Linked DNA regions of Mustela erminea: region 2 is linked to region 1. The links are chromatin contacts, called in public Hi-C maps. All regions are on one chromosome and are shown on one strand. The core of a region is the stretch at or near the end of the contact, and the rest is flanking DNA. Distances in the headings are between cores, read along the strand shown. Region 1 has its middle 110 kb from the start of KRAS. Region 2 holds the start of ETFRF1 (electron transfer flavoprotein regulatory factor 1).

What was found. A called contact is a pair of places that touch in the nucleus more often than the background predicts.
Region 2: a Hi-C map of skeletal muscle shows a contact between it and region 1, with 12 times the contacts expected there. The contact joins the promoter of ETFRF1 here to the enhancer-like site in region 1. A contact is called at or near these places in 2 of 3 Hi-C or Micro-C datasets (skeletal muscle and spleen).

What each region holds. Positions count from the first base shown.
Region 1 is chr6:68,794,429-68,799,574 of mMusErm1.Pri, forward strand. No RefSeq gene overlaps it. Among named protein-coding and RNA genes, the nearest start is that of KRAS, 110 kb to the right of the region's middle. Within about 2 kb of position 3,358, the one cell type or tissue checked has open chromatin away from gene starts, as enhancers often do.
Region 2 is chr6:68,948,081-68,952,778 of mMusErm1.Pri, forward strand. ETFRF1 (electron transfer flavoprotein regulatory factor 1) reads right to left here and starts at 1,422. Exons shown (of 3, transcript XM_032347664.1): 1 at 1,299-1,422. CASC1 (protein CASC1) reads left to right here and starts at 1,424. Exons shown (of 16, transcript XM_032347647.1): 1 at 1,424-1,590.

The sequences.
Region 1 (5,146 bases), core at 2,108-4,607:
AACCTAACTTTCAGCAACTTATGTAACCTCCCTGAAGATCAGTTACCTCATCTGTAAAACACAAATAGCAACAGTGCTAACCTTTTACGATAAGGATTACAAGAAACCTGGTTATGGTCCTTGGTAGACACTAAAATCTCATTAAATGGTAATCCTACTAATAGTATTCTTCAGGCCATCTGACATACAGAGCAAAATTACTTATAGGAAGTTGTGTTTGAACGAGGAAGCATAATTTTGAAAGAGTAACTGTAAAAGTCAACTGGATTTTCTGGTAAATTCTTTTTTATGAAAACAAAAGTAATTTTGACTTTAACCAGAATTTATGGGCTCCTAAGGAGACAACATACACAAAACTCAAGTCACGTGTCAATATGGAAAGACAACCCAAGTTTAATAAGCATGTATTTCATACTGTCATCAATAGTTAATGCACATACTCCCATACTCATGTCATGTGGTCATATAATCTCCCTGTCAGTGAGCAAGGGTACCGGCAGTACAGTTTTGAGACCATCCCTCAGTCCATGGATCAGAGAAGCCAGCATTGTACTCCACTGCAGATTAACTCATTAACCACGCCAGAATCTCAGGGATGTGCTGACCTAACTGCAGAGAAGCTGGGCCAGTTCATAAATCTTTTGTCCTGTACCCAATCTGCACTTAAGCCTTGACATTTTTACCAACTATGTGTGCATGATAGAGATGTGATGTGAACTTCTATAGATAGGACACTTTGTAATTATCACTAAATAAATGGGGAAGAAGGCAAACATATTGCCAGGAATATTCCTATGGCACCCACATCTATTTTCTACCTTTAGAACTGGCTTGAGGTGTGGTGACCACAGGGCCATCCGTGTGAAAAAAAAAAAAATACGGTTCCTGCATCATTAGCTGGGAAAAGGGAGCCCAACTCACAGAGCAGCTGGAGCACTTGGCTCTCCTGCAAACGTTCTGGATTGTTTGCCCCAGGCTTACACAAGCAGAGTCTCTCTCCAGCACTGGAGAGTACTTGAGCTTTTTCTAAATACATTTTTCAGCATAATAATAAACTCTATTTCCATTTCTGCCTCTGCAACTGAGAGAGAATTGAGAACCACAGAATAATCCGTGATCATTATCTCTATGTTTCCATAAAGGGTGGTAAAGTGCTTATTGTGAAGAACACAGCTGAAATGCCCATATTAGCATCTACAGCGGGAGACAGACACCTCCCTTATCTCTTCATTTGTGGTTTACCAGTTATCCTCTTACCTCCTACTGATTCAAAGCTGTACCAGCAGCTAACCCCTGATTGTAGTTCTTTCCTCAAGATGAGCAGCTCTAAAAAATGAGAGCCAATGGAAGTAGCAGCTGAGGTGTGCAGTTTTCAACTTACACAGTTACTTGGGGGCTTTTTAAAAATTTTTTTTCATTTGAGCATATTAACAAGGAAACCAATAAATGAATTAGCAAAAAAAAAATATGCCGTTTAAAAAACTTGAGGAAAAATACTGTATAAATGCAATATATATACAGATGTTACGATAAAATGACAGTCTTTATATTGAAAAAATGATGACCAAGAAGGCAGAGATTGTAAATGCATCCATATCTGACCTGGGAAATTAGCAACACTAATTAAGACGGAGGGAAACAAGTTGAGAAAGGCTGGTGTAAGATAATTGACAGTAGACTGTATCCAAATCAACTTTGGTGATTCATACTAAAATTATTGGAAAAAGTATTTCAATGATTAAGGCACATCTTTTTCTGACACTAGTACCTGTTAACGGAGAGAATAATAATTGTAAAGCAATCCATCTTTCGTTCCAATACGGATTTTAAAGCATAGACTGACTCCTAGTACTGTGGGCACACCCCAAGCGGTTTTTTTCAGGGGCGCTGCCCATAAACCATTTGGCAGCAGGGGGCGCTCTTCTGTTAGAATCCGAAATTCTTTTTTAAAAGCTTTTAAGGGTGACATTCACCAGAATCCGAGGAACTGTGGTTAGGTATTTTTTTTAATAAGAGTGTGTTTGGGCTCTGAGTTTTATTTAGGGGAGAAGGATGTCAAAGTGGAACGTTTATGAAATATCATTTAATGAGATCTTTAATGTTAGCCCATGCTTAGTCTCTTCTGAATAAATGTATTTGTGTAATTAATTCATTCCGCTAAAACTGAGGACCAAGTAGGTGTAAGATACCAACATATACTTCCAGCAGTCATCCCCGGATATTGCTACAGGAAGGTTTGGAACTTTAGAATGTGTTGTATGCACTTTAAGGGAAGAACATTTTTAAAACAAAATGAAGGAATTAAGTCACCATATTTAGTTCACTGAAATGTAAAGAATTCACTGTATGATAGATTCTACCTAAGATGTTTGGAAGGAACAGAGGAAAGTCTCTGTTCTCAGTTCACATCCTGAAGAGAGAAATGATTTTTGTAACATCCGATTATTAATATATGACAATATCTGCATATTTCTCGCATGATCTATGGCTTTTTCTGGACAGAATTTCCTGTGCCTCTCTACACTCCACAACATCGGATGGCTCCCTGGGTTTCCAATTATGGTCTCTTCCTCCTCCCCCTCTGACCTTCCTCACCACCAGCTCTCTCCCCAACGAACCAGCTCCTTGCAGGGTCAAGTTGCTGCGCATCGTCAATTACTACAAGAGATTCTCTTCTGCGAGAACTGCCTTGGGGAAAGTTTCCGCATCGCCGCTTTTTATTAGATAATTGGCGCATTTTTTTAAAACTTAGATTTAAACTAGGAGGAATCCTACATCTTGCATTTTCTGAACCCTCCTTGTTTCGTTTTCAGGGTCTTACTAGTGATCAAGCAAAAGCCATTTTTGAACACCCGAAGTCGCAAGTCATTGGACAGGACTCCAAATGCGTGTCCAGCACTCACGTGGTGCCTCTGCGAGCCACCCTGAGCCTTTGCTCGGGTTAAAACCCTTAACTTGGTGCCTTTTCTTTCCCTAGAAAAGAAAAAAAAAAAAAAAAAAAAAAAACAGGAAAAAGGACGGTTTTCGGTTTCCCAAAACTGATCCTTCTGAGAAGCAACTGGCAACCCGCACCGCAGCTGCATGACTCAAGACAAAAAGTACCCCAGTTCTAGGGACTCCGGACGCCACCGCAGCTCTGCACCGGTAGCCCAGCCGCGCGGCCGCCGCTCCGCTGGCTCCGCCCACCCGCGCGGCCCCTCGCCGCCGGCTGAGGAGGAGGGGCGCGCTAGGCAGAGGTCGCCGCCCGGTTGAGCAATCCGGCTATGCAAATAAGTAAGATTACGACAGCCAATGGGAAGCCGAGGCTGCCCTGACGCGCGCGCCCTGAGCCCGTAGTATTTATAGATCGTATTTAAAGAGCCCTTGGGAGTCTCCCCTGGCTCGGCTGGGCGGCGTTGGCGGTGGAGGCTGTTGAGGTGCCTTTAGCCGGGCGCGCGTGAGGTGGCCGAGCGGTCGCTGCCGGTCCCTTCCCAGTGGGGGTGTGGACGTGAGAGAGCGTCCGAGCACGTTCCGCGGTGGTTTTTACCCACTTCCCAGCCTCGGTTTCTGGAGAGGGGGGAGGAAATGCAGTTTCGGCAACAGTTTTACTCCAAACAAAGCAAGGGATGTGGAATCTCACAAAGGCTGGGGGACGAGAAGGGGGCAGAACGTCTGAACCGACCCCGCCCCGGCCCCACATTTGAGCCTCCAGCGGGTGCCGTTTCCTGGACCCGGGCTCTGCGACGTAGAGGCGGCCTTCCTGGGGGGAGGGGAGAACAATACGGCCTGAAAAGCCAAAAGTCGTGGAATTTGGAGGCGGGGTCATTGGACCAGTTCAAGTGTATTCGTGGAAAATAAATTGCAAGATAGTGGCCGTGATTATCTTGGCTTTCGGTCGATTGATCTAGAGACTTCCCGGCCAGCAAACTGCACACTGCAATGCGAAAGCAGGAAACTGGCATTACGTCAGAGAAGGGAAGAGACCCACACTGCAGCCCTTGCATCGGCAGGGCTGCCTTTCTTTCTTCCCCTCCCCAGTTTACCCCCTTAATTTCTTGGAAAGGTTTCGAGGGCCACGGGCTGGGGCGCTGGGTGCCCCGCTGTGTGGCGCTGAGGGGCTTCACGCAAAGGCAGGGAGGCGGAGGTGGGGGGCGTTTGGGGACTCTGCCTGGGTGCCCTGAGCTGCTACACGTCGCCTTCCCCGGCAAGCTCCTGAGAAGTCACAGCTCATTCCTTTCAAAGACGGCCCGGCGCTCAGATGGATTTCCTAAATTCCAGGAGCGGGTGGGGGGCCCGCACGGAGTGCTCAGCCGCTCTCCTCAGTCCAGCACGAGCTCGCGTCCACCCCGGGAAAGCAGGTGGCGTATGGGGAGAAGTCTCCACAAGGTAGAAATGGATGAACTCTCCACACCTTGTCAGAGATCTTATTTCTCAGGACCTGGTCGCGAGAAACCTGTTGTCTGCCCGGAGGCCCATCTTCTGGGGCCCTGCCACTGCTCTAGAAATCTCTTGAGGGACACGAAGCAAGAGCGTATTGCGAATGAGTACATTTTTGCCTCTTGGAAAGTTGAGTCTGACACTAGCCTCCCCTGCACGGCTGCTCCTTCCCTCCCCAGTTCAGGGTCCTAACAAGGTAACCTTAGCAACCAGTTCCAGGCTCCTGCCCCACTCCACCCCTGGGCAAAGCTTAACACAAAAAAAGGTGGTGACAATAGCTAATGATTATTGACTGTTCTGTTCTCTGCAGCTTGCTGAGCACTTGGTCAGACTTTTATCTCGCAAGAGTTGGATGAGGTGAGTATTATTACCCCCGTTTTACAGATAAGAAAACTGATTCCAAGAGTCCGGCGTCCACTAGCTCTGGGGATGGGAACGCTGGTCAGTCTAACTCCAAAGCCCACAGTTAACCTCTCTGGGCCAACTGTATGGGGGAAGGGAGACGACTGTGGTCTGGGAAGCTTCCAGGCTCACCTCGCCTCACTCCAAGAAGGCAAGGGCCTTTATTCATCCCTGATATCCTGTGAACCACAGTAAACCTAGTCCTGGTCGTGGGGCACCTGGCTGGCTTAGCTCGGATGTGACTCTTAATCTCAGGGTCAGGAGTTCTAGCCCCACGTTGGAAGTAAAGATCACTGAACAACAGCAACAGCAACAGCAACAGCAACAA
Region 2 (4,698 bases), core at 172-2,671, 150 kb after region 1:
AGGCGCTGGCTCTATGTTCAGAATGCTTGGATACTATGCCTGTCGGAAGGCGAAGAGAGAACAGGAAATCACCCTTACGCCTAGGCAGCTTGCAGGAGAAGTACTAGAGGAGAGCCAAACTCACTGTGTATTTTTACAGCACAGTCTAGTGTGTTCTCACACATCCCTAGCACTTCTCCTTCCTCAGAGGGAGGTGTCATAGAGCGAGAACTTCAAGGTCTTCTCCCCTAGAGGCCTACCGTTTTAAGGTAATGTGGGATTCCCATTAACACCACTGCATGCCCATCAATCCTGAGCTGACTGAGCTTTTACACCATAAACATTATTAGTGTGAAACACTAAATCAAAAAACTTCCATACCAGATGGGTTCAGAACTCTGTATGAAGTCGACATTAAGATTTTTTTTTTTCCTTGCTACCCAGGATTTGGGGATGCAATGTAATAACTGACAATCTGGATTTCTATCACAAGACTAGCTCCGTAATCCTTACCCACTACTATTTAATACATTTAGTCAGTACAGCTGGGAGAGAACCTTGTAAAATTAGAATTCAGAGATAAGAAATGGTGCCAATGATTTTAAAGTATTCGATGTTTTGTCAAGCTAAAACAGGAACATTAAATCACAGAATTGAGAAGGTGGAAGGAGCTTAATTTCTTAATGGCTTAATTTCTTCTAGTTTTTCTGCTGGTCTTAATTGCCAGCGTTTCTTCACGTGGGGAGGAGACAAATTCTGAAGGTTGCGCTATCCGGCTAGCAGTTAGCCTGTGACCTTGGTCTTAAAGAGTCTTACTGGGCCCCAGCGACCTTCAGCTGCAGGAAATCCTTTCTCCAGGAATCGTTGCAAGTCATTTCCAGTCCTTGTTTCGAGCTGCTCTTGGGGAAAACGGCACACACATAACTTGCACAGAAAGTAAACCGAACCATGTGCAGAGAGAAGAATCCAGAGGTCCTTAATTTCAAAATAACTAACCCTCTTGGCACCACCGCTTTCTCTAAATTGCCCATTGAGGCCCGTCCCCAGGCGGGCCTACGCTGTGGTGGCCCAGGCAGCCCACCCTGGTGCCAGTCACGTCACCCAGCCCCGTAACCCGCGTCTCCCTTCCCTCTGGAAACCCCTCACACGAAGATTCGCCCCAACACGCTCCCAGGGAGGAAGACAGACTGTCAACGTCAGAAGACGTTCCGAAACCCTACGCCACACCCGGTGGTCCCTGCCCAGACCGTACTTCATCACCTCCAGACCCCCGGATCTGGAAGACAGAATAAAACGTCCCAGCGCCTGCACTCACGCACTTTTCGGCATTCCACAGCCGTAAAGCCCTCCGACCGCTTCGACTCCCGGGTCTGTCAACAGCGAGGCGGGGCGGGCGTTGGTGCTAGGCAGCCAGTCAGAGGAGGGGGCGGGGCGCCTCACGGAAGAACCCCAGCGCGACTGCGCGGACCCGAATGCGAGGAGGTGCGCTCCTCCCTTGGGCGCAAGTGGGCGGGGCTTGTCGTCCCGACAACCCGGGAGCGTTCGTCCACACACTCTGAGCTCCGATTTGGTGGACCACCGCGGCACGGAGGCTGTGCTGGCTGCAGAATGGTGAGCAGGGCAAGTGGGGGCCCCAGGTGAAGGAGCCAGCAGCGATTCACTCGTGTAAAAATGATGTGTAGGAGCCTGACATATTTTAGAGGGGAGCAGGTGGATTTAAGAAAGAACCCTTACCGCGGTGGGAAATCGGCCTTCTGGTCCGTGGCCTTGCGGTCCGGGATCTCAGGGACAGACGGGAGTCACAAACCACTTTCTGCAAACGGGGGATGGCCAGTGCGGTCAAATGGTGTCCTAATCGCGCACTGTTTAAGAATTGGCCTCAACCTGGTAATTTCCAAGAACGATAGACCTTTCCATTAAATGGCTTTTTTCATTGGCAGGTTGGCGAAAATGTGTTTTTGTGCTTCCTCGGTAGTTAATTAAAAGCTGTTGTAATTTATTCTGCTTTGAAAAGTCATTTTATGTGGTCTTTTGTGGAAATATGAATTGTTTTGTGAGCCAAATTACTCAGCTTGCCTCGAATTTTTAAAATATAATGAAGCTGCTTGCTTTGTTTTAATGCACTCGTCAGCCCTTTTGTCTTTTTCCGGAACACAGACCAACCTGCCCCATGAGATGATCTCTGTTCCCATTTTCTTTTCTTTTCTTTTCTTTTTTTTTTAAGATTTTATTTATTTGACAGACAGAGATCACAAGTAGGAGAGAGGCTAGCAGAGAGAGATGGGGTAAGCAGGCTCCCCGCTGAGCAGAGAGCCCGATGCGGGGCTCAATCTCAGGACCCTGGGATCATGACCTGAGCTGAAGGCAGAGGCTTAACCTGCTGAGCCACCCAGATGCCCCTCTGCTCCCATTTTCTTAAATGTGACTTCCCTCTTTTGTGGTTAAAACCAAAGGAAGTAGAAAATGTATTTAATTATTTAATTCATTAAGGGGAAATACAGAGTGTATTCTTTGTGTCTGACACTAGGCTAGAAGTTGAGGATCTAAGTGAATATTACACCCCCTCCCTGCGATGGGAGACAGGCTAAACTAATAAGAATACAGATTTTTTACTGTAACAGTTGAAATGTCTGCAGTGGAGTACGATTAAGTTGGAAATGATAAAATTGGAGTGGGAAAGGGCACAGAAAGGGAAAAGCAATGCTTTTCAAACTGTATTTTAAAGTATGACTGAGTTTACCAGAATTGATGGAGAATGTTCATGTCAGGAAGAATAGGAAGTAAATGGACTTTAAGCCTAAAAACTGCTGATAAATTGAGGGAACAATAAGCCTCTATTTATTTTTCACTGGAACTTAAATTTCTTCTTATGCTTCTAGCAATGTTTATCAAAATGTCCCTGAACATTTGCTTCTGCTACATCTGGATTGCTGTTAGGTTGCAAATTCTAGGAACAGACTGGACACCAAATAAACCTACAGTATTAGTTTCCTAGGGCTGCCAAGTAACAAAGTAAACTAAGTGGCTTAAACTGTAGAAACTTACTGTTTCGCCATTCTAGTGGCTGATAAATCCAAGATCAAGAAGGTGTTTTCCAGGGCTCTGCTCCCTCTGCAGGTGCTAGGGAGGGATCTGTTCAGACCTCTTTCCTAGCTTCTGGTAGTTCCTTGGCTGTGGCAACATTACCCCCTTCTTTATGTGGTGGTCTTTCTGTGTGCATGTCTGTGTCCAAATTTCTCCTTTTTATAAGGACACCAGTCGCTTTGGAGTAGAGGTCATTCTATTCCATTATTATCTCATCTTAGTTTAACTAATTACATCAGTAACAACTCTAGTTCCAAATAAGGTAAAATTTGGAGGTACTGGGGGATAGGACGGGGATACAGTTTAATGCTTAATATCTACTGAATTGTGGTGGAGGGGGGAAGTGCCACAGGAATATGCATTTTTTTAACAAGCCCTCTGAACTTTGAGAACCACAGTTGACTCTTGAATAATGCTGGTCCACTTTGAACTGTAGGAATCCACTTATAGGCAGGTTTTTTGAATAAATAAAGTACAGGACTGTTAATGTATTCTTTTTCTTATTTTTCTTAGTATTTCTTTTCTCAAGCTTATTTTATTTCAAGAATATAGTATATAATACATATACAAAAATATGCATTAACTGTTTATGTTATCAGTAAGTCTTCTAGTCAACAATAGGCTATTAATAGTTAAGTTTTGGGGGGAGTCATAAGTTATATGTGGATTTTTGCCTACATGGGAGTCAGGACCCCAACCCCCACATCGTACAAGGGTCAACTGTACTGTATTACATGATACTCTTTTTATGTTTTGCAGGAGGCGTTAGGATAAGTACTAATCCCAAACCTACTTCACATAAGAAGCACTAGTGAGATGATAATTTGCCTATCTGAAAATATAACTTGAGAACAGGAACAATACTGTTTGCATATTTCTGTTTAATAGCACTTTTTTCAAGATGGGAGTATATTAACTATTAATTGATAGTAAATATGATAATAAAAATAGAACCCAACTGTAAAAATTATACGAGAGCGAAGTCTCTACTATTCCTCTTTATATCATTTCCACTGTCCCAGAGCATCCTGTGTGTAAATCGTTAATAAATATTTGCTGAATGAATTAATGAAATATATGTACTTTCAAGAAGATAAAATCTGCTTCATGTCACTTTCAACATTTATATTTAATACCGTGATAATCTTGTAGTTTGAACCAGTAATTTTTCCTGGAAAAGTCTTCAGAGATGGAATGTGTATAATCTTATAGTCACATGATCTCCTACAGAGTCCTTATCAGATATCTAATGGACACATGAGCCTAATCAAGAAATTACAAGTAGTGTTAACTGAAAAACACATGTAATGAGAAAGCTAATGGTAAATACTTATTGCAATATTGTGCTTTCCAAATTAATTTCCAAAGAATAGATCTGCTTTAAGATTCATTGCTTGAACAGAATCTTTTTATCATAGCTTTGCCTGCTTTAAATTAACTGATTCTTTTTTCTATAAAATCAGCAGTCTAATTTTACAGAAAGATTATTTATTTATGAGCTCATTTCCACACTTTCAAACTTGATATCATTGCCTATATTTAGTCAATCACTGTTCCTTGGAACCCTTTAGACCAGTATCTCCTTGACTGCTGCTCTGCGTTGTGGTAGGTCATTTCATTACAGATGGATCACTG